2 separate regions of the Zea mays genome follow, and region 1 is linked to region 2. The links are chromatin contacts, called in public Hi-C maps. All regions are on one chromosome and are shown on one strand. Each heading gives the region's core, a stretch centred on a gene start, on an enhancer-like site or on the middle of the called end of the contact. The rest is flanking DNA. Distances are from core to core; before and after follow the strand shown. Region 1 holds the start of LOC100286142 (pyridoxal phosphate enzyme). Region 2 holds the start of LOC100382013.

The links. A called contact is a pair of places that touch in the nucleus more often than the background predicts.
Region 1: a Hi-C map of ear shows a contact between it and region 2, with 5 times the contacts expected there. The contact joins the promoter of LOC100286142 here to the promoter of LOC100382013 in region 2. A contact is called at or near these places in 6 of 25 Hi-C or Micro-C datasets (bundle sheath, ear, endosperm and 2 more).

The regions. Positions count from the first base shown.
Region 1 is chr3:151,300,289-151,303,584 of Zm-B73-REFERENCE-NAM-5.0, reverse strand. LOC100286142 (pyridoxal phosphate enzyme) reads right to left here and starts at 1,499. Exons shown (of 7, transcript NM_001159030.2): 1 at 1,190-1,499; 2 at 1,006-1,072; 3 at 573-619; 4 at 316-403. The coding sequence starts at 1,411. It overlaps LOC100381986 (WD repeat-containing protein 33), which reads right to left. Exons shown (of 18, transcript NM_001174756.1): 18 at 2,174-2,596. The coding sequence ends at 2,522.
Region 2 is chr3:151,045,421-151,048,717 of Zm-B73-REFERENCE-NAM-5.0, reverse strand. It overlaps LOC100382013, which reads left to right and starts at 1,485. Exons shown (of 6, transcript NM_001174779.1): 1 at 1,485-2,284; 2 at 2,386-2,469; 3 at 2,834-2,916; 4 at 3,009-3,096; 5 at 3,222-3,297. The coding sequence starts at 1,499. It overlaps LOC732794, which reads left to right. Exons shown (of 7, transcript NM_001112411.1): 6 at 1-5; 7 at 301-625. The coding sequence ends at 429.

The DNA.
Region 1 (3,296 bases), core at 250-2,749, 250 kb before region 2:
TCCATGAACCTGCAGCTGCGTGGTAAGCTAATTATATGAAAGATGAATGTGGACATTGCAGAATGATAATAATTTGAACTTGGTCATAAGTTCGCTTTTACTTTTTATTTTCCAAACTTGTCACTTGTAATTTAAGGTATGCTTCTGAAGTAATAAACTGACTTCTGATATAGCAATTGGTTGCAAAATGAAAGAATATCAATTATAATCTATCAGATCAAGGCAAATGTGGAAACAAATAGCACAAGTGCTTTGTTCGGGAAAATTAATCAAGAGATAAGAGTTCTGATTTCTCAATACTTATTATGCACTCACATTCTTCTCCACTAGTGTTCACTTGAACCAAAACTTTCAAAGGCTGCCTTCCCAAACTGTTGACAGCTCGATCTAGGTGGTTAGCAATCTGAAAGTTGTGGAGTCTATGTTTTAATACAGAAATCCACAATTGCAGGTAACAGATACAAGAACCTGACTAAATAATAACTTAACAAGCATTAAGCTATTAGTCTCCATCTTTTGTACATACATTAGATAAATAATAGAAGGAACAGTACTTGTTGCCGATTGCTTACCTTTTCATTGTCTACGCCCTCAACCATATCAAGATTTGGAACAGCAGCTGAAAAAAAAGGATAGACAAGGCTTAACTGGCATTCTGGCAATACAAACGCGAGACAATGTCAAGAAAAGCACCATGAAAGAATTGTGTTGATAATCTTATTCTTATCATTTTCGGCTTTTCATATACTGTACACTGCTTAGTAACTATATTACTACTAATTGTCATGATGGTGCTAAGCAAGAACAACTTTCCATAACTAACTCTTCATTACAAGGTGACGTAAGTGGCAAACACTAAATAAAAATAACATTTAGAACTTCAATTTCTAACTACTCGTGAACAAACCAGCTTTCCTTTTCTTTTTGAAGGATGCTTATAGCTTTGTTGATGCAGGTTAACTTACTCTTTAACTCCGTATACAATTGAAAAAAATATATGCACACCTAACAGTGGTTTCACTTTGTTGCTCTGCAGGTGCCCGATAAAATGCCACCGGGTATCTTGCGGAAGCTGCAAAACACGGCGAGAGCAAATCGTTCATTTCCCTCCACTCCACCTCCACACGATGGATGCGCTGCAAAGATGCAAAAAGCGAACGAAACAATCGAAATGGAGACCAGACAGCACCTGGGGGGCCTTGGTGACGAACTCCTGCACGTAGTTCTCGCCGAAGCAGCGGTGGCCCGCGTCGTATAGCTGCCGCAGCATCGAAACAGGCTTGGTCTTCCCCACCGCCACAACCCGTACCGCCTCCGCGGCGCACCCCGACCGCTCCGCCGCCATACCCGCCCGCCCCAGCACGGCTCGCAGCGCCGTCGCGGCCACCCCCTCCGCCGCAGTCGCTGCCATCGCCCCACCACCTCTCCTTTCTCCTCCTGTCTTCGATGCTGCTGGTGGTTGTCGCCAGCCCCGCAGCATCACAAGACGAAACGGGCCGGCCTTAGCAGCGCAGCCCAGATCACAAGGGGAGAACCCATTTAAGGAAACTCTGTAAGCCTTGATAGGTGGGCCAAGCTGTGGTAATGCCCATGCGGTTGGATGTGGCTGAGAGCACGACTGAAGACGATGGATGTGGTGTAGGCCACCATGGATGCGTCCGATGCAGCCTTTCAAATGTTTGACCTGTTTTGCACGATAGCACAATGCACCAGCAAATAATGGTGCTGGCGTCAGTTTAACGTAAACTGTGTTTTTTTTAAAAGAAAAAACATCTTGTGCCACAAGATTGCACAATTTTTTGTAAAGAAAAACCATCTCGTGTCACAAGATTGCACATGCGATAGATCTCATATTGTAACACTCCATTCACTTCTGGACCAGCTATACTTACTCATGTCAGTTCTATAGAATCATATATTATTCCCACAAACCAACACATATCTTTTATGTGTACTTTATGTTCACTCATACACACCCAAAAAACTTACCGATCGATCACACGTCCCAAATTGCTCGTCAAGCACCCTTAATTTGAAGATTTTTTCAAGACAGACTTAAAAAAAGAAAATACATCTTGTTGATATGAATACACTATCAATTCTATTAAGCCTTAGGCCAATCAATTCTACTGTCAACCGGGGTCAGGATATCACACGTATTGACTGCCATCGTCTGTCAACAACTCGTAAAGTACACATGCAATAACTGGCACAAGTGAAGTTCACGCTTCTCAAAACTGAGGGAAAGAATTCTCTATGTTCAACATCTAAGCAGCCGGCAAGTAAAGGCACGATTCGAATTACAGTACAAATGAGGCACATGACAGAAGGCCCCCAGTTGTAAACCACAGCACGAGATAGCAAAAATCCTAGCTGCCTGAGCAATAATCGTGAAGAAATCCCTCGTGATTTGCGGGAGTCTAGACACGCTGATATTGCTCGAGATGGATTTACATGCTACAAATTTAGTGTCACGAGAAAGTTTAGGTTCAGTACAATCCTTGTTTTGCTCCAGGGATGGTCACTGTGTTGCCGAGCCTCCTCGAGGCGGCGGGTGCTGTGGCGGTGGCGGTGTAAGGCCAACATTACCCATTCCCTGCAGAAATCAGCAACACCAATGCTTTTCAGTAAATATGGTCAATCTATAGTAATGTGGCTAGGTAATGCAGAAAAGTTTAGTGATGCAGATGACTAAGGTCCGTTTGTTTCCTTCTAGGATTATATAAACTGCCTTATTTTGTATAAATTATACAATCCATGTTATATATTCTAGTTTATATAATCTTATTTATTGAGTAAATATTCACCCAGTTCCAAGGGTTCTAGTTTATATAATCTTATTTATTGAGTAAATATTCACCCAGTTCCAAGGGTAGTGGATAAAAAGCCAAAAAAATCTACAATAAGAACCTAATAACCTGCTTATGGATTATTATGGAAAGAGGGAATCGGTGGTATAGAAAAAGGAACAACAACGCAAATGAGATAGAACAGGAAGAGGTTCAGAGAGACAGGGTGCAAGAACAGAGGATTGAGCTTAGTGCTGAATCTGTGGAGAAGGAACAGTCTGTTAACAACACCGGTGATGGTTTAGCTACGTCTGAGAAGTGAGAAGGATAAGCAACTTGAGAATAAATGATATGCAACTCTTCTATATGTTCAACTCTTCTACGTGTTTGAGAAAGAAAGAAAAAGAGTGCTAAACTTATGTAATTTTGTTGCTTATAAGTAATGAAATTCGGTTCGTACAGGTTGGGGAAAAAATACCCTCTAGGCTCTAGGTATGTATTTCAAAA
Region 2 (3,297 bases), core at 236-2,735:
AGTCTGTAAGTACAACTGTGCATGTACTGTTTGTTTGTGTGGCCGTTGGAATATTGGTGTTTATTGGTACATCTTAATGTTTTTAGGGCTAGTTTGGCAACTCCATTTTCCTGAGGAATTCTTATTTTCTTTCAAGGGAAAATGAACTAATTTCTCCTGGAAAAATGAAAATCTTTGGAAAAACGGGGTTGCCAAACTAGCCATTAGTTTGTTATATACCAGTGCTTATGAGAGTTTGATCACTTACCCCCCACCACGATCACATTCCATTGATATGATACATATCGATTTGCGATTCAGGTGATAAATTACAGGGGCAGTGACATAATCATAGTTGGGCGCGGGATTATAAAGGCGAGCGATCCTTTGAAGACGGCATGTGAGTACCGGGTGCAAGGGTGGCAGGCATACAAGAACAGCTTGCTATGAGGAGGGCGCCGTGAGCATTCCAAGCATAATAAGGGCAAATCCAGGCAATTGGCATAACAAGGGCATGTTCGTTTTGATCTCAATCCATATGGATTGAGTGAGATTAAATATGAATTGAGTGGGTTTTAATCTCGAACAAGTCAAAATCTTTCATAAATTTTTTCAATCACATCCAATATATATGGGATAGTAATAACCGAACAATGTCTAACATGGAAAGGTCCCTACTTATGGCTAATTTGTTCATCTTAATTGAACGTGATTGAGTGAGTTCAAATCCCTAGCAATTCCATGTGAAATGAGAATATCCCAACAAGATCTTACAATTGTGAGGACCTAACTGTATGCAATCAGAATCATTGTAGAGGAGATTCATCCAGAGCATGCTCCATTATCGTTCATGTAGCTTATGTCTACAACAAGTAGGCAAACAAACGTATACTTAGATAAAATCAACGTATACGGTTATCCATAATAAGATGGTGTATGCAATGAATCCGACGAGTTGTAATGGCTGTGTCTTATTGGCACTCCTCTTAGGTTAGCTCCTGATGCTGTCGATGTTGAGAATCGTACGACTCCTCCACGTGTTCTTCCGAATAACATCTCTACACCCTGGGTTTAGATTTCTCTCGGGGTGAAGTGGCCTCCGCGTAATTTCACTTGCCCCAACTCCGTGCTTGTTTGGTGACAATGCTGGTCGGTAGCCACTGCCGCCGCGATTGCTTGCCGCAGCTTGCGCCTTGGGGCTTGCCATGCCGCCTCGTCCAGATTCCGCTGCAAAAAATTTCCACGTGCTGGTGGCAAGTTTTCTGCCGTTGGCGCATTCTGCCGCTCCGGTGTGGGCGGGCATCAATCTTCTCCGGGACGCTTTCTCTCTGGTGACTCGGACAATCGCGATCGCGACGACCGACGAGCACAAGCTAGCTTGGTTGTCGGCTTGTGTGTGTTGGTAGAAGAGCATTTCTACACGTACTCATTTCCACAGAGAAAAATGTCGAGTCAAGAACTTTTCTCCCCCGTTCGCGCAGCACAGTCGGCCACTACACACACGCCGCCCACCAACACCATGGACGCCGCCGCGAAGGAGGCGCTGATCCTGGACCTGCACGCGGTGGAGGCCGTGAAGCTGGGCACCTTCGTGCTCAAGTCCGGGATCACCTCCCCGATCTACCTGGACCTGCGCGTGCTCGTCTCCCACCCGCGCCTGCTCGCCTCCGTCGCGTCCCTCCTCGGCGCGCTCCCGGCCACGCGCCCCTACGACCTTCTCTGCGGCGTGCCCTACACAGCGCTGCCCTTCGCGGCCGCGCTCTCCGTCGCCGCCTCCGTGCCCATGCTGCTCAGCCGCTACGACACCAAGCGCGTCGAGGGCGCCTTCCGCGCCGCCCAGACCGTGCTCATCGTCGAGGACCTCGTTACCAGCGGCGCCTCCGTGCTCGAGACCGTCGCCCCGCTCCGCGCCGAGGGGCTCGTGGTCGCCGACGCCGTCGTCGTCATCGACCGCGAGCAAGGTGGGCGCGAGAACCTCGCCGCTAGCGGGGTCGCGCTGCACTCGCTCATGACCCTCACGGAGATGCTCGCCGTGCTGGCGAGGCACGGGAAGGTCGGCGAGGAGAAGATCGCGGAGGTCAGGCGGTTCCTCCAAGCCAACAGGAAGGTGGCGGTGCCCGGGGTGCCTGCTGGGCCACCCAAGCCGTCGGCTACTGCTCGGAGGAAGTCGTTTGCGGAGAGGGCGGGGTTGGCCACGAACCCCATGGGGAGGAGGTTGTTCGAGGTGATGGAGGCGAAGCAGAGCAACTTGTGTGTCGCGGCTGATGTTGGGACAGCCAAGGAGCTACTTGAGCTTGCTGACAAGGTATGTATACACACATATATATGCTACTAGTTATTGTGTATTTGCGATGCTCTCCTACTATTTGCTAACATTGTTTTGATTTGTTTGCCCCACTTGTTTAGGTTGGTCCAGAGATTTGTATGCTGAAAACACATGTTGATATCTTGTCTGATTTTACACCAGATTTTGGGGCCAACCTTCGCACAGTATGTTCTCTTCTGACAGCAGTTTCCTTATCTTTTTGTTGTAGTGTTACTGATCATAAGGATGTCAGTGTCCATAATCGCCCAGTTAGAGTCCTGAAGTTGTACTTTGTTTCAAATCAGATGTCGGTGCTTTCATTATCATGTATACACAGTATCATTATGTGTAATCGGAATGGGTTGTCCATAAATGAAAGGCAAAATCCCTATACCAGGCCAATTTACTTGGTTCTTTTAGCTTGATTTTATTTTATTCATTACTAGAGGCGTTTTGTGTATTCCTGTTCCGATTGCTGAAGTTATACTCTGCATCTGGTTACCGCATAGCTGATTCAGTATTGTGCTGATTCTTAACTTTCAATTGAAGATTGCTGGGAAGCACAACTTTCTGATCTTTGAAGACCGCAAGTTTGCTGACATTGGGAACACAGTAACTATGCAATCTGAAGGGTGAGAAAAAGGAACTATAACTATTTAATTTATTTTCCTTCTTATACATACATTTGTGTGACATAGTTGGCATTTTCTTTACTTCGGTTCAGAGGTATATTCCGCATCTTAGACTGGGCGGATATTATTAATGCGCATATAGTTCCTGGACCTGGGATTGTAGATGGCTTGAAGCTCAAGGTATTTCATGACATATATGCATAGGTCTTACACAATTACTGAGTTAAAGATAATAGTTAATTTGCAGCTGCTAATAGCTCATGCATTGCGTTGCTCACAGTCACTGTTGTCTTCTGGCATTGAAGGGTTTGCCTAAAGGAAGGGGCCTACTTTTGCTTGCTGAAATGAGCTCAGCTGGCAACCTTGCTTATGGAGACTACA